Linked DNA regions of Mus musculus: all the other regions are linked to region 6. A link is a contact called in public Hi-C, HiChIP or PLAC-seq and promoter capture Hi-C data. All regions are on one chromosome and are shown on one strand. The core of a region is the stretch at or near the end of the contact, and the rest is flanking DNA. Distances in the headings are between cores, read along the strand shown. Region 1 holds the start of Thrsp (thyroid hormone responsive). Region 2 holds the start of Kctd14 (potassium channel tetramerisation domain containing 14). Region 3 overlaps Gab2 (growth factor receptor bound protein 2-associated protein 2). Region 4 has its middle 16 kb from the start of Alg8. Region 5 holds the start of Ndufc2 (NADH:ubiquinone oxidoreductase subunit C2). Region 6 holds the start of Nars2 (asparaginyl-tRNA synthetase 2 (mitochondrial)(putative)). Region 7 holds the start of Usp35 (ubiquitin specific peptidase 35).

The links. Promoter capture Hi-C pulls out the DNA fragments that hold promoters and counts their contacts. Hi-C and Micro-C count contacts between places; a contact is called where the count stands out from the background. HiChIP or PLAC-seq counts read pairs in DNA pulled down with a chosen protein or histone mark.
Region 1: an H3K27ac HiChIP or PLAC-seq map of cardiomyocytes shows a contact between it and region 6, with 5 times the contacts expected there. The contact joins the promoter of Thrsp here to the promoter of Nars2 in region 6. A contact is called at or near these places in 5 of 39 promoter capture datasets (the C10 cell line, HPC-7-derived erythroid cells, neutrophils and 1 more), 3 of 484 Hi-C or Micro-C datasets (the G1E-ER4 cell line, cortical neurons and erythroblasts), 4 of 115 datasets of contacts at active chromatin or transcription factors (astrocytes, bone marrow-derived macrophages, cardiomyocytes and 1 more) and 1 of 9 other capture datasets (adipose tissue).
Region 2: a FOXA1 HiChIP or PLAC-seq map of pancreatic cancer cells shows a contact between it and region 6. The contact joins the promoter of Kctd14 here to the promoter of Nars2 in region 6. A contact is called at or near these places in 8 of 39 promoter capture datasets (the C10 cell line, the HPC-7 cell line, HPC-7-derived erythroid cells and 5 more), 1 of 115 datasets of contacts at active chromatin or transcription factors (pancreatic cancer cells) and 1 of 9 other capture datasets (liver).
Region 3: a Hi-C map of bone marrow-derived macrophages shows a contact between it and region 6, with 29 read pairs. The contact joins the enhancer-like site here to the promoter of Nars2 in region 6. A contact is called at or near these places in 27 of 39 promoter capture datasets (the 3T3-L1 cell line, 3T3-L1-derived adipocytes, the C10 cell line and 16 more), 1 of 15 datasets of contacts at CTCF or cohesin (large pre-B cells), 47 of 484 Hi-C or Micro-C datasets (B cells, the C3H10T1/2 cell line, CD4 T cells and 37 more), 25 of 115 datasets of contacts at active chromatin or transcription factors (the 230-238 cell line, the HPC-7 cell line, acute myeloid leukemia and 18 more) and 4 of 9 other capture datasets (adipose tissue, liver, macrophages and 1 more).
Region 4: an H3K27ac HiChIP or PLAC-seq map of bone marrow-derived dendritic cells shows a contact between it and region 6, with 6 times the contacts expected there. The contact joins the enhancer-like site here to the promoter of Nars2 in region 6. A contact is called at or near these places in 10 of 39 promoter capture datasets (the C10 cell line, the HPC-7 cell line, HPC-7-derived erythroid cells and 7 more), 1 of 15 datasets of contacts at CTCF or cohesin (large pre-B cells), 10 of 484 Hi-C or Micro-C datasets (the AML12 cell line, the G1E-ER4 cell line, the HPC-7 cell line and 7 more), 8 of 115 datasets of contacts at active chromatin or transcription factors (the 230-238 cell line, acute myeloid leukemia, bone marrow-derived dendritic cells and 5 more) and 3 of 9 other capture datasets (adipose tissue, liver and macrophages).
Region 5: a contact with region 6 is called in a promoter capture Hi-C map of liver, with 2.1 times the contacts expected there. The contact joins the promoter of Ndufc2 here to the promoter of Nars2 in region 6. A contact is called at or near these places in 10 of 39 promoter capture datasets (the C10 cell line, the HPC-7 cell line, HPC-7-derived erythroid cells and 6 more), 3 of 484 Hi-C or Micro-C datasets (bone marrow-derived macrophages, cortical neurons and erythroblasts), 4 of 115 datasets of contacts at active chromatin or transcription factors (bone marrow-derived macrophages, cardiomyocytes, extraembryonic endoderm stem cells and 1 more) and 3 of 9 other capture datasets (adipose tissue, liver and macrophages).
Region 7: a promoter capture Hi-C map of the HPC-7 cell line shows a contact between it and region 6. The contact joins the promoter of Usp35 here to the promoter of Nars2 in region 6. A contact is called at or near these places in 23 of 39 promoter capture datasets (the 3T3-L1 cell line, 3T3-L1-derived adipocytes, the C10 cell line and 15 more), 4 of 484 Hi-C or Micro-C datasets (CD4 T cells, bone marrow-derived macrophages, embryonic stem cells and 1 more), 17 of 115 datasets of contacts at active chromatin or transcription factors (the 230-238 cell line, the HPC-7 cell line, acute myeloid leukemia and 13 more) and 4 of 9 other capture datasets (adipose tissue, liver, macrophages and 1 more).

The regions. Positions count from the first base shown.
Region 1 is chr7:97,416,250-97,419,233 of GRCm38.p6, reverse strand. Thrsp (thyroid hormone responsive) reads left to right here and starts at 1,684. Exons shown (of 2, transcript NM_009381.3): 1 at 1,684-2,202. The coding sequence starts at 1,731. The coding sequence ends at 2,183. Gm32945 (a long non-coding RNA gene) reads right to left here and starts at 581. Exons shown (of 3, transcript XR_378347.2): 1 at 1-581.
Region 2 is chr7:97,449,680-97,452,857 of GRCm38.p6, reverse strand. Kctd14 (potassium channel tetramerisation domain containing 14) reads right to left here and starts at 1,524. Exons shown (of 3, transcript NM_001136235.1): 1 at 1,312-1,524. The coding sequence starts at 1,373.
Region 3 is chr7:97,296,056-97,299,025 of GRCm38.p6, reverse strand. Gab2 (growth factor receptor bound protein 2-associated protein 2) reads right to left here. Exons shown (of 10, transcript NM_010248.2): 4 at 1-198. Among named protein-coding and RNA genes, the nearest start is that of Usp35, 35 kb to the left of the region's middle. Within about 2 kb of position 1,330, at least 4 of the 459 cell types and tissues checked have an H3K27ac peak or open chromatin away from gene starts, as enhancers often do. A contact at or near this core is called in the G1E-ER4 cell line and bone marrow-derived macrophages, where this site is marked.
Region 4 is chr7:97,353,708-97,356,676 of GRCm38.p6, reverse strand. No RefSeq gene overlaps it. Among named protein-coding and RNA genes, the nearest start is that of Alg8, 16 kb to the left of the region's middle. Within about 2 kb of position 1,361, at least 115 of the 459 cell types and tissues checked have an H3K27ac peak or open chromatin away from gene starts, as enhancers often do. A contact at or near this core is called in the AML12 cell line, the HPC-7 cell line, acute myeloid leukemia and 6 more, where this site is marked.
Region 5 is chr7:97,398,400-97,401,299 of GRCm38.p6, reverse strand. It overlaps Ndufc2 (NADH:ubiquinone oxidoreductase subunit C2), which reads right to left and starts at 1,297. Exons shown (of 3, transcript NM_024220.2): 1 at 943-1,297. The coding sequence starts at 1,111.
Region 6 is chr7:96,949,995-96,953,086 of GRCm38.p6, reverse strand. Nars2 (asparaginyl-tRNA synthetase 2 (mitochondrial)(putative)) reads right to left here and starts at 1,560. Exons shown (of 14, transcript NM_153591.4): 1 at 1,143-1,560. The coding sequence starts at 1,283.
Region 7 is chr7:97,330,559-97,333,673 of GRCm38.p6, reverse strand. Usp35 (ubiquitin specific peptidase 35) reads left to right here and starts at 1,565. Exons shown (of 11, transcript NM_001177412.2): 1 at 1,565-1,837. Kctd21 (potassium channel tetramerisation domain containing 21) reads right to left here and starts at 1,351. Exons shown (of 2, transcript NM_001039039.3): 1 at 1,303-1,351.

The sequences.
Region 1 (2,984 bases), core at 435-2,934, 470 kb before region 6:
CTCAAAAAGCCAGACCAAACAAAAACTCAAACAGCAGCAACAACAGCAACAACAGCAAGCCTGTAAGCCAGAAGGGACGGGTACTTGGGGAGCCCCCGCCCTTGGATCTAATGTGCAGAGGCCTTAACATATGACAGCCCCTGAGTTTTCTGACTGCAGCAGAAGAGGCCCAGGAGTGACCTGGCCTCTGGGTCAGAGGCAGCAGGCAGCTGTTGCAGAGGCTCCGGGGCCTTTCTGGCTATTGTCCATGGCACGCTGGAGTCAGCCCTCCCAGACCTGACCGCAGCAGAACACTTTGTTTGCCAGTTCTCACTTGGTGGCCCTAGGCTTGGGCACTAAGGCAGAGAGTAATGCCCTTAGGGGCTTGAGTGTGGATTCAAAGGGAGTTACATAACCAGGGCTGGAAAGGACTTCCTCTGGAGATTTCCAAACCTCTCGGTTTGTGAGTGGCATCCTCCTGCCTCATGGCCTTGGGCTGGATGCACTGCGCAGAGTCAGCCCTGGAAGAATCTCTCCCCAGAAAATGTAAGAAACCATGATACAGGGCTAGCAATGGATCAATAGAACACCAATTAAAAGGGCACTTTTTGCTCTCTCATAGGACCTGCACCCACATGGTATCTTGAAACATCTGTAAACTCCCTTCCCCTTTCCTGATCTCTGCAGGCACCAGGCACACGAGGTGCACAGACATACAGACAGGCAAAACATTCACATATATAAAATAAGATATTTAAAAAAACAACCAGCCAAAAACCTTATTTATTTATTTATTTATTTATTTATTTATTTATCTATTTATTTTGATGAGATCAAGTACAGAGCCCCTTACATGTTGTGAATCCCACCCACCACTGAGCTACATCTTCTGGCGCCTTAATTGATTTTGGTTTTAGTTTTGGTTTTCTCTGAGACATTTTACTTTGTAACCTAGGCTGGCTTGGAACTCATTATGAAGACCAGGTTGGCCTCCAAATGGTGGTAGTCCCACTGCCTCAGCCTCCTGAGTGTGTTGGCATCACAGCTGGAAGATTCTTTAACATATCGATTTTGAATAGTCCATTTTGAATGCTCTTTTCCAATTTAATTTAGGAAACAATTTGATGCCAAGTCTTTACTGGCTGTTATAGGTTATCCTAGGCTACTGTGTCCCGCCAACAGTTCTGTTCTCAGATTGCTTGATGGAAAGGTACTCCTGTAAAAAGGACTGTTGGGACTTGAACATGACAATACCCATTATGACTGGACTTCCAGCCCTGGCTTCGGGGCTCTTTGTCCTGTACAGAGCTGTTCCAGTTCAGGATACTGTTCCTCTGTTCATTTCACAGCCAGGTACCCAGATTGAAGAAGTGAGCTGTGTGCGTTAGGAGGGAAGCAGGCAGCATCGAGGTAATGTGATTTCGGGTAACCTAAAAGAACTATTGATTGCCTGCAGTCAAGTGTACTAGGTGCCAAGGGGACACAGCTTTCCTCTAGCTGGCTGGGCGAGCTGCTGAAGGAAGAGTTGGCCTCCTGCTGAAGCAGTCATGACAAGCAGAAGCCTGGCAGGTTTGTCCCTGGGTAGATGGATCACCTGATACAGACACTGGGGACCAAACGCTGGGATTGGCTCAAAACAGGGCTGTGTTGCTCCAATGGTTGGGCTTTGGCATCCTGTCAATTTGCTGTCTGCTCAAAAGCCTAGAAATAGCGCTGGGGCAGTCTGCCGGACTCTGAGGAAGGAAGCAACCATGCAAGTGCTAACGAAACGCTATCCCAAGAACTGCCTGCTGACAGTCATGGATCGGTACTCCGCGGTGGTGCGGAACATGGAGCAGGTGGTGATGATCCCCAGCCTTCTGAGGGATGTGCAGCTGAGTGGGCCTGGGGGCTCGGTCCAGGACGGAGCCCCTGATCTCTATACCTACTTCACCATGCTCAAGAGCATCTGTGTAGAAGTGGACCACGGGCTGCTGCCAAGGGAGGAATGGCAGGCCAAGGTGGCTGGCAACGAAACCAGCGAGGCTGAGAACGACGCTGCTGAAACGGAGGAGGCCGAAGAAGACAGGATCTCGGAGGAGCTGGACCTAGAAGCCCAGTTCCACCTGCACTTCTGCAGCCTCCATCACATCCTTACCCACCTGACCCGGAAAGCACAGGAGGTGACGCGGAAATACCAGGAAATGACAGGGCAGGTTCTGTAGGTCTTTGACTCTTCTGAAGGTAATGGTGGCCGTGCTAGTGGGTTATACTCCATAAAGGGTGTTCTGAGGGAGGAGATAAATGGCGGTTTAGCTTAGTAGAAGGAGGCCAAGTGAGCCCTCACATCAGGGTATTGGGACTATCACTTGGGAAGGCCCAGAACTGAGCCTAACTTCTCAGCCTTCTCACCCAGTATTGAGAAGAAATGACCGTGACCTCCTACAGAGGACAGAACTGTAGTCTCTGAACACATCCCTCCTGAGTGTGTGTGTGTGTGTGTGTGTGTGTGTGTGTGTGTGTGTGTGTGTGTGTGTTTGGAGTGGGGGTGCATGTATGTGGAGGTCAGAGGACAGACAACATATGGGTCTGAGGGGTTGAACTCTGATCATCAGACTTGCTGGCAGGCATCTTCATCTGCTGAGCCATTTGGGGCATACATGGCGTGCTCTGGGGTGTCTGCAGAGGTCAGAGGATGGATCTGTGGGGTCAGTTCTCTCCCTCTGGCTTTAATGTGGGTTCCAGGGATGAAGCGCAGATCTCCAGGCTCGGGAAGATGAACTCCACCTGCTGAGCTATCTCACCACCCCAGACTCAGTCATAGCTACTCTTCCCCGGCTTCCTTTCTCCTTTTTATTTTTTAATAGGGTCTCTCTATAAAGCCCTGCCTGACCTGGAAACGTAGAGATTCTTCTGCCTCAGGTTCCAGAGTACCAGCATTAAAGACATGCACACCATGCCCAGCTTTTATGTTAACTTAAAAAAAAAAATCTGATTATAGCATGGGCTGTCCCCAGAGTTGAGAT
Region 2 (3,178 bases), core at 275-2,774, 500 kb before region 6:
AGACTTCTTTAAAAATACTTACGCTACAGGGGAGAACCCCGATGGATCTATGGCTCAGTGTGGTCAGCAGCAGGGACGACCACCAGAAATTTAACAAAAATGAAACTGACTAGGTAGTCAAATTAATACTTGGCAAAGAAAAATAAAAACTGAAGCAGAGCTATAGCTCAGTGGTAGCACACTCCCTTAGGATGTATGACATCTGGGTTTGACCCCCAGCAAAACACACACATACAGGCACCCCACTAGGAAAGAGGAAAGGAAGGAAAGAAGGGGACAACAAAACCTTCCCTGAATGGAAGTATAATTAAACCAAGTTTCAAAGAATGTACACAGATAGCAAGCAGTTCATCAAACAAACCCACAGCTCAAAACCACAAAGCACAAAAGGAAACAAGGCAGAGGGGGAAAAGTCAACAGAAACCTGTGGGGGCCCCTTAGTGCTGAGACTGTTGGGATACAGTGGGAGCTTACTTAATGTCATTAAACAAATAAAAGCAAGCATCTAAAACCTGAGCACACTGGGCTGCAGGCACGGCTAAGTGGTGGAGCGCTTGCCTAGCGTGCACCAGGCCCGGAGTCCCATCCACACAGCTACAAAACAAAAACCAAAGAGTGACTTAGACATGAGTAAAGAACAAGGACGTACGAATTTTTAAAAAGACCACGGAGATTTTTAAAAGTCAAATAGACCCACAAAAATGAAAAGCTCAAGTAGCCGAAATAAATCATAAGTGCAGTTGAGAAGGAACTCAGGAAACGCCCTTGAAGGAGCAACGGTGTATATGTATACTATTCTTAGGCAAGAAAATTGGAAAATAGAAGAACAAAATGCCTGAACTTGTGGGGATGAAGGAAAACAGGTGCTCAAACCTTGCTGATTGGAATATGAACTGCTGTGACCTTTAGACATTAATTGGCCATCTCTACCAAAGGGGTGGGGGAAAGAACCCTACTTTTGGGACTCCATCCGACAGAGATAACAAAAAGCACCGTTCTGAAGGGTATGTGGGTGAATGTATTTGCCACTGATCTGTTTGTGTTAGCAAAATTAGATAGTTAACAGTTGACTAAATCACAGTCTGTCTGTGCCATGCAATGTTATGTGTTAAAAAGAGAGATGGGGGCTGGAGATATGGCTCAGCAGTTAAGAGTGCTTGCTGCTCTTTCAGAGGAGGAGAGTCTGGTTCCCAGCGCTCACATCAGGATCTTCACAACTACCTGCTAACTCCAGCTCCAGGGAAGCTGATGCCCTCTTTTAGCCCCATCCACCCACCCACAGGCACATGCACACCCCACATGCACACATACCTGTAATTCCAGCACTTGGGAGGTAGAGGCAGGAAGAGAAGATAGTCAGAGTTCAACATCATCCTTATTCTTGGCTACATAGCAAATTTTAGGCCAGCTTGGGATACACTGTTGGGTTCAGGGTAAAAGTTGAGAAAACTCATTTCAGATATGGAAGCTTAAAAATGAAAGCTTTGTTTTCTGAGCACTCAAGGAGGTGGCCAGTTCTGGATCTGAAACATGTCTGAGAAGAGGGATTGTACACCATCTTTAAAGGATGGGAACACAAAGCAAATGGGGGCTGGGGGGGGGTGCAGTGTTATCTAGTTGTGTGTGACATTGTGGGTTAAACAAGGGAGTAGCCATCAGAGACTGGGCTGCATCCAAGCACCTGGCTTCAAGGTCCTTGATTCACTCTCCTAAACATTAGGTCCGGAGCCCAGACTGATAAGGGAAAAGGAGCTGCTTGGCTGCACGTAGTCAATTAGGGCAGAACAGGCAATTGTTTATGCAGTTATAGAATGTATGCACTTTCTGTATTCTTTACCAGGTAATAGACAATTGAGAAAACAGAAGTGGGATAGGTGTTCATTCCTAGGCCTGGGAGCATGAACTTGTTTGACCTGCCAGCAAGATGGACAGGTTGTCCCTGAGATGTGTGGACTCAGACAACTGTGTATAACAGAAGATGTTCAGCCATTGGGAAGTCCCCAGCTGCCCTAAGGCCTGGGACCTTGAATTTATTTTTCTCCCTTTGATTAAAAGAGTCTGAAAGTGAAATGGTAGTACTTAAAATAAATTTCTTTTGCTTGTTCCCAACAACACGAGAAGAAAGAGACAAGAAAAAAGTAAGCCTGGAGAGGTGTCTCAGTAGAGCCATTAAAAATACTCACTATGGCTGAGTGTGGTGGTGCATGCCTTTAATCCCAACACCAAGGAGGTAGAGGCAGGGGATCCCTATGAGACAGAAGCCAGCCTATTCTGCATAACGAGTTCCAGGCCAGCCAGATCCTATCTCAAAAGAAAAACAGAAACAAAACAAAACCAAACAAGCAAACAATAAACAAACAAGACAATACAAGACAGCAAAAGCCAAAATCAACAACTCAGTATAGTGGTACAATTTGTAATCCCAGAGCTGGGGAAATAGATACAGAAGGATCCCTGGGGCCTGCCTGCCTGCCAGTCTAGTCTAATTGATGAACTCCAGACCAAGAAGAGACCCTGTGTAAAGACAGACAGGATGACACCTGAGTTGTCTTCTAGCCTCTACACACATACATACACATGCACATGTACATACACATATACATGCTGCTCCATAAACACGCACAGTTAAAAATAATAAAAAGAAAAATAGAATAGTATTACAGCAGTCATGTAGTGGGGATCTGCTGGTGAAAACCATAACGAGTATAGCAAACCATCCTCGTGCAAGTTTGTATCTGCATTTATCGGCATTCTCTGTGTAGCCCTGGCTGTCTGGGAATTCACTCTGTAGACCAGGCTGGCCTTGAACTCAGAAATCCGCCTGCCTCTGCCTCCCAAGTGCTAGGATTAAAGGCGTGCGACACCACTGCCCTGCTGGGATTTTCTTTATTGATGAGTGATGTGGAAGAACTCAGCCCACTATGGGCTGTACCATCCCTGGGCAGGTGGTCCTGGGGTGTGTAGAGGAATTTTAATCCAGCAACATGGCTACTCTGGTAAAGGGATCTCATCCAAAGACATTCTAGGCCTGTGGGATCCAGCTGGAATAGTACGCCTTTACCGTCTCTGGCTGGAATACAGACATGACCTTAGTACACACCTTGAATTCCAAACAATGAAGGTAAAGTTAGTTCGTAGAAGGAAGTAGCCATGTTTGGATGTGACTAATTAGGGGCAG
Region 3 (2,970 bases), core at 81-2,580, 350 kb before region 6:
TGGCCATGGGAAGCCAGGCTCCGTGGGAGATCATAAGTACTGTCTTTGAATTCTGTATTGTGTCGGCTTGGCTTGGGAAGGCTATAGAAGCCATGGACTTGACCTCCGACGCCGTTGATACAGTGTCCATTGCTCTGGGCAAGTTTTTGCACAGCTGTATCACTCTTCTGCCGGGTGCCCTGAGAGAAGCTGGCACTCCTAAAGGAGAGACAAGAAGGGGACAGTGAGAAGAGGACAGAGGATGTTCAATGCACGCAGCTCGTTGTTGTGGGAATACTGAGGAGTCAGGCAGACCCCAGTTCTTCCTAGTCCCTACCACATATTAACTGTGTAATCTTAGGACTTTTACTTTAGGCATCTCCAAAATAGTAATTCAAATCATCTGAAGATTCTTTAGGAAGTCAACTCTAGTGTATTTAGCAGGTGTATGCTCCAGCAATGTTAACCTTTTTGAGCCCCTGGACTTCTCTGTGGCTGTTCCTAGCAGAGAATATGGTCATTCCTGGGCCCCAGAGATGCAAATAAACAGTCATACTGATAACCTGCTCACTCTCTGAATGACCAAAGAGCACACATATGGCAAGTTGTGGGAGAAAACAGAAAATCTGAGTTTTAGTTTTTTCTCTTTAAAGTCCGCTCGTGGGCACTGGTGCTTGTATTTTAAAGAACCAATTTAAATTTAAGCTATAGGCTTTATCTTCTACCAGGAATCATGGTTTGTTGAGAAGAATCTGGTTCTCTCCAGAAATCTAAAACTGTTGGTAAAATGACTTCCATTTGAGAACTCTAGTAGGGTAGAAAATGGTATTGCTTTTATTCATTTTAAATGATGGTACTGGGAAGCAAGGCCACCTTTAACGACAGTAACAGTGAAGGGAAGTTTATACTTAGTCCTAGCATTGCTACCTGTGAACATCAGCATGATGTTCTCCTAGGTACGAGACCTAGTCTTAGTTACAACCTGGGTCAGAGGCTCTGTAAGCCTTCCATTTCACAAGAGTGGTTGTTAAACTGGGTTCTGCATAAGTACTGTGTTAAGCTGGAGGATGAGTAGCAGGGAACCAGGCCTGCTTTCTGTCTCTGATGATCCTTCGGAGGATTTCATCTGAGCGGGAGACAAGGGAATCAACCCTCAGCAGTAGTTCTGTCTTTTGTAGACCAGAGGTATCTTCAGAAACCTAGTAAGCTCTTGGAGACTTTACCAGAATAAGGTGCAGGTTCACACTCACACCTCTGTGTTCTCCTGGGTGATGTTTGAACTGAGAACCACTGGTGGATCATCATCTGCTTTCCCTTAGCTCCCTCGCGAGGAACTTGCTATTTATAGATGTGGCCACCAGGTGGTAGTAGAGAACAGTGCCTAGAAGTTTAAACAGATGAATGGAACCAAGTATGCTGGCCAGGTTCCCCTTAACATGGGCCACTGGTGGTCCTAATATTCAGTCCCCCCAAATTTACCAGCCCCTCTACCTAGGTTTTTGTGTTTGTTCTCCCTTTCCAGTCACTTCCATTCACATAACCAAGCCAAGAGCTAAGGCCCAGGATAGATAAACATCACAGCTGAGGCAGGAGAATCAATGGCAGGTACAGAGTGTTCATATTTGTCCTTGGTATGTTTTATCTTATTATTGTTTTTGAATTTCCAATTCTCATTAGATGTCTTAATCTGATTTTTTCATTCGACAAATACTTGTTGATGTCTTCCTCCCCATCTAGGCTAGACACAATGGATACAGAGGTGTTGTGTGCTTAGAAATCACAGGAGATGCCATCCCTGCAAATTACCACAGTCAAGTATGAGTCTGTCAGTGGCCACATATTAACCTTTCCTGGTGGGGTCATGTTAGAAAGGCCTTTTCACAGACATCACATCTGAGTGAGTCGAGAAAAAAGAACAGCAAAACAAAATAAAGGCATTTCAGTTTGGGGCCAAAGATGTTTAAAACAACTTGGCAACTTTAAGGCTCTCCATGCTGCTCAGGCTGGAGGAAGCATGCTGGAAGGCAAGGCAGACAGAAACACAGATACTGCATCTCATGCACATAGAATCCAAATTACCAATCTCATAGGAACAGAGCATAATGAGGCTACCAGAAGCTAGTATTGTAATAAAATCATACAATAGTATCTGTTAATTTAAAAAGTGGGGTTAGTGGGATTTAGCTATATAAAGATTGCAGTTCAGGAAGACGCCCCAGCAGTGGCAGAACCTCCTAGGTGTGTTGTTCTGCAGTAAAAATGAACATTTTCCAGAATGCACCAGTCACCTTCTGTGATGGTTTGTAAATTCTTGGACCAGGGAGTGGCACCATTTGGAGGTGTGGCCTTGTTGGAATAGGTGTGACCTGGTTGGAGTAGGTCTGTCACTGTGGGTGTGGGCTTAAGACCCTCACCCTAGTTGCCTGGAAGTCAGTCTTCTACTAGCAGCCTTTGGATGAAGATGTAGAATTCTCAGCTCTGCCTGTTCCATGCCTGCCTGGATACTGCCATGTTCCCACCTTGATGATAATGGACTGAACCTCTGAACCTGTAAGCCAGTCCCAAGTAAATGTTGCTTTTTATAAGACTTGCCTTGGTCATGGTGTCTGTTCACAGCAGTAAAACCCTAAGGAAGACACCTTCCTTCTTCAATTCATTTCTGCCTTGACTCTGGTCTTGGGAAACCAGAAATGATGATGATTACCCATAATGATTTTTCACATGTTCAGGTCTTACCCAATCTACTCCAACTTATTTCCTTCTGATTTTTCTTCTGGATCAGAGTGCTAATGACTGACCTGACACTTACTTTCTCAGACTTTAAAGAAGTTTGTTATTGGGCTGGCGAGATGGCTCAGGGGTTAAGAGCACCGACTGCTCTTCCGAAGGTCCCGAGTTCAAATCCCAGCAATCACATGGTGGCTCACAACCATCCGTAATGAAATCTGATGCCCTCTTCTGGAGTGTCTGAAGACAGCTATAGTGTACTTA
Region 4 (2,969 bases), core at 112-2,611, 400 kb before region 6:
GTATCAATGGGAGCTCCAGGTATGGTTTCCCTTGCTCTGCCTCATTGTGTCCTGGGACCTGGGCATGGTTTGCAGCGCAGAAAACGGGAGTGCAAGATTCTCCCTCCCTCTTGGCCTCCTTCCAGTTCCTTCTCCTCTCACAGGGCTTCTAGGACAAAGTAATTAAGGCTGGACAGCTTAAACAAAGGCAGATGATTTCCTCATTTCTCCAGAGTCTTGGGGCCCTTGAACAAGGTGTCAGCAGGGTTGATTTTTTTGAAGGCCTCTCTGCTTGGCTGGCTGATGGCCAGCTTCATGGCCTAGGTGGGAGAATGGGTGGCGATAAGATGGTAAACTCAGGAAGAAGTGAGCCTAAACAGTGCAGGGAACTGCACAGACTCACAGTGAGGGTTTTAGCTAGGCCACGACGGATTTTACTTCACCTATGACAACGGCAAGACACAAGCTGATTTTATGTTCTATCACATAGGAATAGAAGCTGATAATTAGACTCTTAATTGTTAAGTTTTATCCTGATTTTATTGATACTGGAATTTGAGACAAATATATGTATTGATCGATGAGAGATAGTATGTCTAGTTTTCTGGCTCTTGGCAGCAAGATCTACTTAAGAAGGAGCGGTGTGGGTATTTGGGTGGAGCCTAAGAGTCTGGCTGATATTCAATATCAGGTTTCTGCAAAGGAGTAGAAGGTGTAGGGTCAGGCTGGCAATCACTGGCAGAACTATCCAAATCTGGCTGTTAGGGAAATCTAAGCACTGCTTATGTCCCACTTGAGTTTTGGTGGGTCCTAGGAAATGAACCTATGGCTTTGAGTTCTTGTTTCAGAGCTACTACTCACTGACCAAGGGGTTGAAAGGAGAAAGGCTTCCAAGTATGAAGAGAAGCTTTTATGTACAGCATAGTGGGTAAGAGAGGAGAGGCGTCAGGGGCCCTGGAGTCTGGCCTTGCGAAATTTACCGAGCTGAGGACCTCCCATGGCTACAGCTGCCTGGAGAGAAAAACAAAGAATGCAGGCAGGAGGCAGTCGCACTCTCTGTGGCAGCACAGGCTGGCCTCAGCTGGTCATCTTCCCGACTGCAGGCATTTTCATGTCCATTTCTACACACCGCCATCGAGACTGAACAGGACAGTGCTGCTGTTTCAAGGTGCGCGGCAGAGCCAGGATCCAAACTTTCTCTGTTGGACTTTTACAGCAGATCTCTTTCCTCTCCATCTTAAGTGGCCTGTCCCAAGCTTGCTTTCAACTTAGTGTTTTTGATTCTGTGCCAAAAGTAGCCAACAAATGTGACATTCTGGAAAGTCCCTGAAGGTTCTGCTTTCTGTCACCAGCTGATTAAAAATGAGCCTGTTGTCTTCCTCAGCAAAGTTGGGTCTGGGAGCGTTGCTTGTCTACTCTGGCTTCCTGTCAAGGAGGCAGCGACACCATGAGCCACACCCTCACAAAAGCTTCTCGAGGGCTCCTGGTGTGACCTACTCTTTGAGTGACTTCACTTTGCCTGGCCACTTATCCCTATAGCACTTAGTGCAATCCAGTCCACACTGGGAAACACAGTGTAAAATAGTCTTATGATGGCTCATCAACTTAGCATCTTGGTTACACGTTCATGACACAAGATGAAAGGCTGACTGGAAACACAAGAGTCCAGTCCTCTGCCTGACAGATGCCTGAAACCAAACATGGCTTTTTCTGAGCTCTGCTGGGATGTTTCTATGGTAGGAAGGTGATCTTACCATCCAGCTCTGGCTAGAAAAAGACTTCTAGCTCGTAGATAGAATAGCTGCTATGTTGCATTTTGCTGAGGAAGCTTTCAGGCCCAGGACAGTGAAGAGATTCACTCAAAGTCATTTGCAAAAGGAAAGTCTGATTGTGAGCCTTGGCACTGGGCATCCTATTCTGTCCTTGGCTTCACAGTTGAATGGATATAACTTTGAAAGGGGACTCAGTCTGATCAGTTCCTAGGAAGATTTTTTTTCCCCCAACTAGGCCACTTAAATGCTACTTAATTAAATGTAATGTTAGCTAAAAGCATATTATGTGCAGGGCACTGTACTTCAGTGTGACCACAGGCAAGTCATTTCACCTGCTTGCACCCCAGTGTCTTCATCTATGAAACCAGGTGCAGCTACAGCAGCTTCTCTTCAGAGGTTAAATGAGGGCAGAGAGGTAAATTTGGTTGTAAAGAGCGAGGTGATATGTCTCTGGAAGCATCACCAGGCTGGCCAGTCTGCTTTTGAGGTAGGTCCATGCTACATGGAGCCCGCCTCTCTTTCCCACCAGCCTTCCCAAATGTGGCTATATGGGTTTTATGATCTCACAGATCACATCTATGGGATATGTTTGTTGTTTAGCAGAGTTTGCAGATGTCATAGTTTGGGTGGGGGGAACATAATAAACAGAAAGGTTTATAACCAATAGGAGAAAGCCTTGTTTCAGTGCTGAGGATAGGACCTAGGGCTTTGTACATAGTTTGGTGAGTATCCTGGCTCTGAAACAGACCCTAAAGGATACAACTTTTTCCCTCATAGTTTTAGAGGCCATTAAGTCTAAGATTGAGGTACATTACGTATCCATCGAAAAACTATGCATTAAATCAGCTTTCCGTGACTATAAAAAGTATCTGATATAGGTTCTTATGAAATAAAGAGAGATTTGGTTTTTGTAGTCAGGGATAAAACCTAGTGGTTACCTAGCAAGCACAAAGCCCCGGGTTCAATTCCCAGTAACTATCAAGTTTCCTTAGATTGGATATGGTGATCCACGTGTGTAGTCCTAGCACTTAGGATGCTAAGGAAGGATTGTCACTTGGGGGCAAGTCTAGGCTTGCATTGAGAGGCCAACCTGGGCTACATAGCTAACTTGTCTCAAAAAAAAGTTTCCTTTTGAGTGGGGCCTGTGGTGAGGGTAATACATCATGGGAGGAGTACGTGTTAGAAGAAGTTACATCTCAAGTCAGGAAGAAAGGCAGG
Region 5 (2,900 bases), core at 48-2,547, 450 kb before region 6:
ACTGTAATCTTGCAGCTAAGTAATCAAATTCACCCACTTTCAGAACGCCTTGCACACCCCACCCCCACCCCCAGACATACGAAGTTCTTTTAACTCTTGCTTGATATTCAAAGTTAAGTTCACATCTAGTGACATGATAAAGACATTTGCCACCAAGTCTGACTTGGGGAGTTCAATCCCCAGGGCTGACACGGTATTGGAGAGAGAACTAATTCAGGTTGTTATCTCCCCTCTACCCCCCCCCCCATATAAAGAATAACTATAACAAAGACAGTTAGTTTGCTTCTACATGTATCTTTGGAATTCTACAGTTCTTAGCACAGCTACATTGTGTAAGCTAAGCTATTCTCAATCGTGACCAGAAGCCAGTGACAAACTAGAATATACAGCTTGCTAGTTTATTGACAGTCTCCTATTCCAGAATAAGGGCAGTAGTAGCGTCTGGAGTTTTGTCCACATTAGTCCTCTCCCCAGACCTTATGAATCAAACCAATATTTTAACTGTATATTATTTCTATGCACTCCAACTCTGAGAAGCTCTGGTTCTAAGCACACACCAACACAACACAAGCTCCTCTCTTTAACTAGACCGTGGGCAAGGTGCTTTAACTCTGCTTGGGTCTCGTGCTCTCGTCAGTACAATACTTTCTCACGTCTGAGAGAAATGGGCTGGGCAACCGTTTAGCACGAAGTACAACGCGAACTGTGAGGAGCCCTTCTTGAGTCCTTCGCAGACTTAACCGTGGGGTTTAGAAGTCCCCATTGCACTGCACTTGGTTTTCTTCAATGTGGCTACTCTTGGCGCTGAGAACCCGAGAGGGGATGCACGCCCTGGGAGAGCCAGGCGCCCCCAGCTAGGCAGGAAGGCCTCGTAGAGCACAGATGACCTCAGCGGGCAACCCTGCAGCTCCTCGTCCGAGCGGGATCGCCCGCAGCCCTCACCTGCTCTCATCACCGGTCGCATCCGCAGCATGTTGTCCATCAGGCCCGTGCAGTAGCCCAACAAGCCCATGTAGACAAGCCGCGGGTCGTTCAGCTTGGGCGGGGGCAGGCTCCGGGCCTCGTCCGGCAAGAATTTTAAGGGCTCATGGCCCGGCCGGCCGTTCATCATCTTGAGGCAGGTTCCACGAGAGGTTTGACCTCGACTCCAACTATAGGAAAAACAACGACTCCAAACGCCGTGACCGAGCTACCGTCCTCCTCCGCGCTCTAGGCTGAAGGGCATTGCGTACGGCGGTGCAGCACCCAAAAGCTTCCCTGTGCGCTCAGCCTTAGCAACCTCTGCACGCGAGGTTCCGGGCTTCTAAGTGGCCCACAACGCGTGAAGGCTTGCGCTGACATTGTAGTGTGTGTGTGTGTGTGTGTGTGTGTGTGGGGGGGGGTTATAATAAATAACCCACAGTGGGCAAAGGCTAGGAAACATTGGTATGTATGTATGTATGTATGTATGTATGTATGTATGTAGTCCAGTTACCACAATCGAAATTGTCTCTCACTTACTTGCCCCCAGGCCTATGGCTCTTCAGAAAACATTATCTTAGCATCCAAAAATCAACATCTACAAGTGGTCATAATGGCTAGTTCATTTATCTAAAGCCTATAAAAGCAAGCTTTCTGGGGTTCCAGCAGTTCGTTTGCAGTTACTTCCCCCACCCCCAAAGCCTAAAATGAAGGTAAGGTCAGCACCAGGGTATTCGGAGGTCAGGAGCGAATCATTTACCCTAACCTTGAGATTCAGTTCTGGCGATAGTCTGCTAAAATGGTTCCCCCTAGGCCTTCAGGTCTATGTACGTGGCTGAGAGAAGTGTTCCCCAACGGATTAAGGAGTGAAAGAAGGAATTCCTAAAGTTCTATCAAGCGATTGCCTAGTCTCTTTCCGCTCACCTAAAATAAAGGACTTTCCGTACTTGAACATCTCCCTTTGGAAAGCCCTTCCTGATACTGAAAATGTATATGCTTCTAAGACAGGAGTACTAAATACCAGCTAAGAGTCGAGTGCGGGGATATTCCTCAATACTTGTACTCTTTGAGGAAAATCCAGTGAGACACACAGATAAAAGCAATGGAGCATGTGAGCAAATCTCTCTTAAAATCGTAGTGGTGCCTGTAATCCTAGCAGTTGGCAAGCAGTATGTCATTCTTGGGTACACAAGTCCCTGCCTAAAATAGATGAAACAGACAGACAATACATAAAAGCAATACAGTTGCATCAGCTTGCGCAGACCGGGGTTGAGTAAGAGAAAGGGAGACTATTTATACGGTCTGGGAATCTACCTAACTTTACCATGTAATTAGCAAGTTGAAATGGTTTTCTTTTCCCTGTATCTTTGTCCAACACTGGTCTGAACTGGAAGTTATTTATTTCTTTTTGAGATTTGCTCAAGGTTTTTCATCAGGTAATTATCAGAGCCCACTAGCTAATTATCCTTTCTTGGAAGGAGGAAGGGAATTTATAAGAACCAGGGCCAGAGTCTCCTTTAGTGCCCCGCCGTGAGAGTGAGACTCCACACCTCCACTGCTCACCTCTACCTTCTGCCTAACAAAGGCTGGGGTGGGGTCTTTCCATATCTCTGTGTAGCACTAACTGACCTGAAATTTGCTACTTAGTCCAAGATAGCTTCAAACTAATGGTAAGTGTCCTGCACCCCACCCCACCCCCACTCCCAGTGCTGGGAATATAGTCCTATACCACTCTAGTTACCTCCACTCCACCAAGAGGACTCTTTACTTTACTTTTCTTTTCTTTACTTTTCTTTTTCTATTGGATATTTTATTTATTTACATTTCAAATGTTATCTTCTTTCCCGATCTGCCCCCCAAGCTCCCTATCCTATCCCCCCTCCTCCTGCTTCTATGAGGGTATGCCCCCACCCACCCACCCACCCACTCCTACCTCCCTG
Region 6 (3,092 bases), core at 311-2,810:
GAGCCACAAGTTGACTAGCAGTTTCCATATTATACCACTAAGCACCCAAATAAAAGGTCTGTTACCTCCGTAGTAGGTTCAGTTCATCTTTGACTCTTCTTTTGTTCATCACACAAATCAAGGTACAAAGAGTACAGCAAACAGTTTTGATAACTTTTGATTGGGATCATGGAACAAGTAATAAACCCAAAGAAATGCAAGGAAGAACAGCTTGGTCATAGTGCCAGATATCAGGAATATGGGTAAGACCTATTAGTTTATTTCAGTAATTCAAGAGGAAACAGCCAAGCACCAGTCTTACTCTTTCTGTGCTTTTAGGAATTTATTCAAAGCTGTCACAAATAACAGCATCTAACACTGACTGAGAGGCCTCTGTTCTAAATAGCCTGTCTTCATTAACCCGTTTAATTTTCAGAACTCTCCAAAATATAGACTATTATCTCCATTTTCATAAGAGAAACTGGGGCCTGAGGCACTGTCGTGACATGCCTATAAGTAACAAGCTACATAGTAGGGCAAGCGAATTAAGCCAAGGCAACTGCAGCCCTTAGCTTGTCAAACTACAACATTCTGCTCTTTCTCCTAGTTTAAATACATGGAAATCTCAGGAGCCTGAGTGACTGAAATTGAAAAGGTATGGATTCTCCTGTGTCCAACTTGTGTACAATGAGCCGCAGTGAGCAACTGAGGATAGCTATGAATGCAGCCCAACACGGACTCGTAAACTTTGAGACTTTTTAACTGGAGGGTAGAGGCGGTAACTCAAGTATGAACTTGGTAGGTGGAGACCTCATGTTGCAATGTCAAAAGGCTGGACACACCTGGAACCACTATTTCCTGCCAGCCAGGTGAACAGGAAAAAAGGAAAGACAGAATTTCTGTTCTCAAGGAACTAGGGCAAAGCATCCCAAGTTATTACTATAAAACTAAATAAATAAATAAATAAATAAGGGAGTGTTCATTTCAACTTTTCCGCATGATTAAAGTGTTTACAAGAAACCCCTAGGTGTCATGAAAACTCAGCTGCTGCACTTGTGATCGTCAGAACGATTTGCAAAAATAACAGTGCGGTCCCAGAAGTGTAGACTCTGGAGACAGCTCAAGTCAAGCAAGCTCAGGCAGCAGTCTTTCCACACACCCACCTGCACCGTTACGCACTCCCCTCTCGCGTCCTGGACCCTGAGGGCGTCCCGCACGCGCATTTTGGCAGACGCGCGGGGCCTGGGGCAGGAAACGGAGGAACAGAGGCGCAGCGCGCCGAGCAGGCGCCGGGCCCCGAGCATGGCGAGACCGGACAGGGTTCCACGGGATGCCGGGCTACGTCCCGGCTCACAGTCCCCGAGAGCAGCCTTTTTCAGCCGCGCAGTCCTGCCGTCATGCGCTCCTGTCGCTCTTCCCTCCGCGCCCCGAGCAGTTCCCACGGGACCCCACCTCCGCGTCCCGCTCCCGAAAGCACAGAAGGTTCGACTACACGGAACACAGCGGTCAGTGTCACACCGTACATGGGACCGGAGTGCAGACCCAGACTTAAAGCACGTTGCAACTGAGCTACGTCACCCCGTGCTCGCTCTTCCGTCATCACGCTGGGTGGAGTCTGAGCATGCGTGATTGTGTCCGGGAGCTCGTGAGGCGCCGCACCGGTAGGGGCGGTGCAGGAGCTGAGGTGGGCGGGGCTAAGGCGCAAGGGCTGTCTCAGGTTTCTCAGAAATAGCTACTGTTGGGTCATCTCTAGGGAGACTGAGGAATACTTGTGGGCAGTATTGACAGATGCAGAAGGCAAGTGTCTGTGCAGAGTCTTAGGGGTGGAGAGGAGTTCTGAGCTCTGGGAAGTCAGTCTCCAGACGTAGTACCTGCTGAAGTCACTGTTGGGTGGTAGCCAAACAATTCGTTGCTTAAAAAGGAGCTTTGCCTGCCAGAATGGGCAAATCTTTTCTCTTACTTGCATTTGTTTGAAAAGAAAAAAATGGCCTTTGCATATATTCAGCTACATTTTAAGTTTACACAAAAATATTTTTTCGTAACTCAGTGAGACACATGATAATGCTTTTATCTAGTTAAACAAGAAAAGGTCAAAATAAGGACTAATTAAGTTGCCACGATGAGACACCATACATAGTCCTGTTCATCAAGGAGCTTATGATGAAAAGATGTTGGTTGGGGAACAGAGACAGAGAGGGAGAGATAGAGACACAGAGACAGACAAAGAGACAGTGAGACAGAAACCGAGAGAAACCATCACATTATACCCAGCAAGAGCACACATAGATATGTGTGTGGTAAGTGGAGTGGCGACCCAGAGAAAGAGATAATTAGGCTGAGTTTGAGGAAGGTTAGAATTTTTCCAGATGAGAATGTCAGAAATTTTCCTGTAAGAGGAGGACAGGAAAATCTGCTGGGAAGGAAAATGGCCTGAAAGAATTGTAAAACTCTTCTCTGGACAGACTTGAAAATATCTCCAATAAAAATACTTTGGGGCACTTCTGGAACCTTGAGAAAGGAAAAATCAAAAACTTGTAGCCTTCCAAATATGTAGAGATAGCTTATATCTTAAAGTATAAAAGTATATTCGATACCCCCCCCAAAAAAAAAAGTGAAACCAGCAACCAGCAAGCTCAATTTCTCTTCAGGTTAATTCTTCTGTCTCATCTTTCTTCCTCCTCTTTGCTCTGCTAAGTCTCAGGGAGACTATCTTCCTCTACTTAAGGCAAAGGGTTAATTAGGAAACTAAGCAGAGAACCATTGTTCAGTAACTCAAGGGAAAGGGACCCCAGTGGGTAAAATGGGAAATTAGCAGTGGGTAATCTAAAGTGTGTAGTGAAAGCTGATCACTGCCTGCAAGCTTTGTGCTCAGACCCAACTGCTCCCGTTTATCCTTTACTGTGTTAAATTCTATCTTCTGATTTGCTTTCAGTGTTTGGATCCACACGTCTGCCTTTAGATTCATCGCCTTCCCGATAGCAGCAGGAATGACATTTCTAACGTGAATGTTGTACCGTGCCAGCCATAATGATAGGTAGAGTGTCACAGAGTGGCTGTTCCCTGCCAAGAACTCCTCACGTCTTAACTCCATCATCACAGTCACTCTTGCTTAG
Region 7 (3,115 bases), core at 316-2,815, 380 kb before region 6:
CCAGGATAGGGCTTTGGCCCAGAGCTCTGCAGACTTCCCCTTCATCCTTTCACACCCAACAGCTGACGGCCACCTTGCCCTGTCCTATCTCTGAGAGGCCTACAGGCTGCTCCCCTCAGTTCACACAAGGGGCACTGGGATTTGTGCCCATCAGGGCGGGGTGGGGGTGGGCTGGAAGAAGAGACCACCCAACCTGAGGCATTTCCTTGCTTGCACAGAAATGCTTTGTTGAAGATGGTCCCAACACCATCCCTCAACCGCAGGCAGAACTTTCCCTAGCCACCCTGGCTCATCTTGTGGTTTTCCTCAGGCACCCACACCTCCTTTCAGCTTTCTCTTCCTGTGGCCTTCCCACTCCTCCCAACAGTGATAACTGTAAACAAAGGGCTTTCAAATAGCTCCAGCCTGAAGACACCATAGAAGGGTTGCCTTGTAGCTGGGCATTGAAAGTGCTAGGGCACAGGTCCTGGAGCACAACTTTGGATGGGTGGGGCATTGGATTGCCTTGTAGCTGGGCATTGAAAGTGCTAGGGCACAGGTCCTGGAGCACAACTTTGGATGGGTGGGGCATTGGGTTGCCTTGTAGCTGGGCATTGAAAGTGCTAGGGCACAGGTCCTGGAGCACAACTTTGGATGGGTGGGGCATCACAATGCTTGCTTCTTTCCTGTCACCCCAGACCAAACCTCTGTTTCCCCTGTGGGCAGAGAAAGGCAGGGTCTTTGAAGGCTTTTGGGGGCAAGTCACTTATCAGGTGTGTTGCTCAACTGGAAACAGTTATCACGGTGAGGCCTTGGCGGGATGTGAGTAGAATGAGTATGTGTGTGACGCACTGAGCTCCAGGGATGGGCTCTTTATTTCTAGTCACATGGAAAGAATGGTGCTGTGTACATCCACACGCCCTGGGTTCACTAGAGCTGGGAGGGGTCCCTGTCATCCCTGTGGTCCGCCTCGCGCTCGCCCACCTAACCCAGCACCCACTCCTCAGCTCTGGAACCGGTCCCTTCTGATCAAACAAGAGGTCCCCTTCTCACCTAGAGACTCGGCTCCTCTTCCTAACCCACCAAAGGCTCCTCCCACAGCGCATCCCTTTCTCCAGCCCCGCCCCTCAGGTGGTTCGGTCTACCCCCTCACCCCGAAACGCGCCCCTCCCCCGCGGCCACGGGCGGGGCTACCCCATTTCACAGATGAGAACAGCGAGGCTGCGACAGATGACCTTTCACGGCAGGACAGGTGCCCGGAAAGACATGTATGCGTCCGCTGGGTCCAGAGCCCTCCCCGAAACCCCTGCGCACCGCACCCACCTCCTGCCCTCGCTCGGCAGCCTCCCCTCCAGCCAGCGCAGCTTCGCTAGGGGGTGGGCCGGGCTGGGGCAGGGGCGGGTCGTCCCGGGCCGCGCGCTGGCCGCCGGGACTTGTAGTCCCCTCTGCGTTCCTTCCTGTGCCGCGTGCCGGGCCCGGACTCCACCTCCCAGGAGGCTACGCGGAGAGCCAGCCCCCTACTGGCCCGCCCCGCCGGCACTGGGACCAGCTGGCCTTAAAGGGGACGCGGCCCGACTGGGAGCTCGCAGGGTAACCCCCGCTGTGGCTCCGCCCCGTTTCCCCGCACCTCACCCCTCTCCCAGTTCCGTCCCGCAGCTCTGAGACCGCGCAGTTGCACTGCCCAGGTCCATCTAGGGTTGTGCGGAGCGGGGTGGGTGGAGTTGGACATCACAAAGTAGCAGCAGCATCCCTGCGGTCTGGGACCCCTCGGTAGGGGAGCGGAGGACCCGCCCTGACCTCGACTGGCCCAGCCTAGTCTAGTCCGGCCCATGCGCCCCGCCCAGGAGTGGGTTCTAAGGTAAGGCCCTCTGAAGTCTAGGAGTTAAGGGGGCTTTGGGTGTTTGAGTGCTCATGTCGGGGGGCGGGGGCAGTGTCTGCACTCTTGACATTTCGAGTGCTCCTTACTTATCTTTAGGACTCTGAGAGCACGAGATTGGAAGGTGGGGGATCTAGGTGCTTCTGGGCCTTTGCTGTGTGACCTTGGCCTTCTAACTGCCCCTCTCTGAGCCTTAACCATCTCCTTCATCAACTGAGTAGTTCCAGCTTCTGTACCTCTCAGTCCTGAGAGCAGCCACAACTAGAACCATGACGCCTGGCAATCTTTTTGCGGAGAACCCCCAGTCTGGGCTAAACAGGCGTAAGGAAGGAAGAGAGGGGGCCCAACTGGAGTAGACACTGAGGATCCAGAGGCAGTCTGATCATCTTTGTCCTGGAGTCCGGGGGCCTTGACATCGCTTGCAGATTGCAGAACTGAAGCTTAAGCGCCTGTCCTCCCTCAGAGAAAGTCTGGGCTGGGAGTGGGGGCTGGGTTAGCAGAGGTTAGTGAGTGGTGGCTCTGTAATCAGGGGCGAGTGTGGACAGTCCCAGAGGGGACTTCTCTTCATCTTCTCTTCCATCTCTCTAATTCCTCTTCAGTAACAGGGTTGTTCTTGCCTGTCACTAGCAAAGCCCTCACTCCTGTCTTTCCAGGACCCAGCCTGGGGCTGGTCGAGGCCTCCTAGGGGGAAGGGTGCCATGCTAGGGTTGCCTTGGTAAGACACTGAGTTAAAACACATTCTGCTGCCAAGAGACCCGAGTGAACCCTGGCGTCCATAGGAGTCAGGGTGTGGGGGCATGAATGTGAGGGGCTGAGAGGACAGCAGATGAACCCCCTCCTCCCCAACGCAGGGCAGGGACCTGCAGACCCTCCCTCCTCCCCTTTGAGGAGATCTGGGAACAGCAGATCCAGGGGCTAACCAGGAGCTGGGGTTTCTTATTGTTTTTTCTGCCTTGTTTGTATGGGCCATTTCTGGAATGGCTGAGTCTTCTTTGGCCTCTGTGAGGTATCTCGCAGATGTTCAAGGGTCATGGATATTAGAGTCCAGGCCCAGGCTGAGGAGGGACAGGGACTGGCCTCAAGGTAACTCTGTCTCTGGATACTACTTTTCTGGTCACATCTTTGATTTTTATCTCGTTTTGTTACCAAATGTCTCTCATCAATATCTAGGCACACCTAGATACATGGCCACCTCTGCCCCTGGGCACACTATCATCCTGGGCGCTGTGTACAGAACAGGATTGGATCTACTTCCTCCAG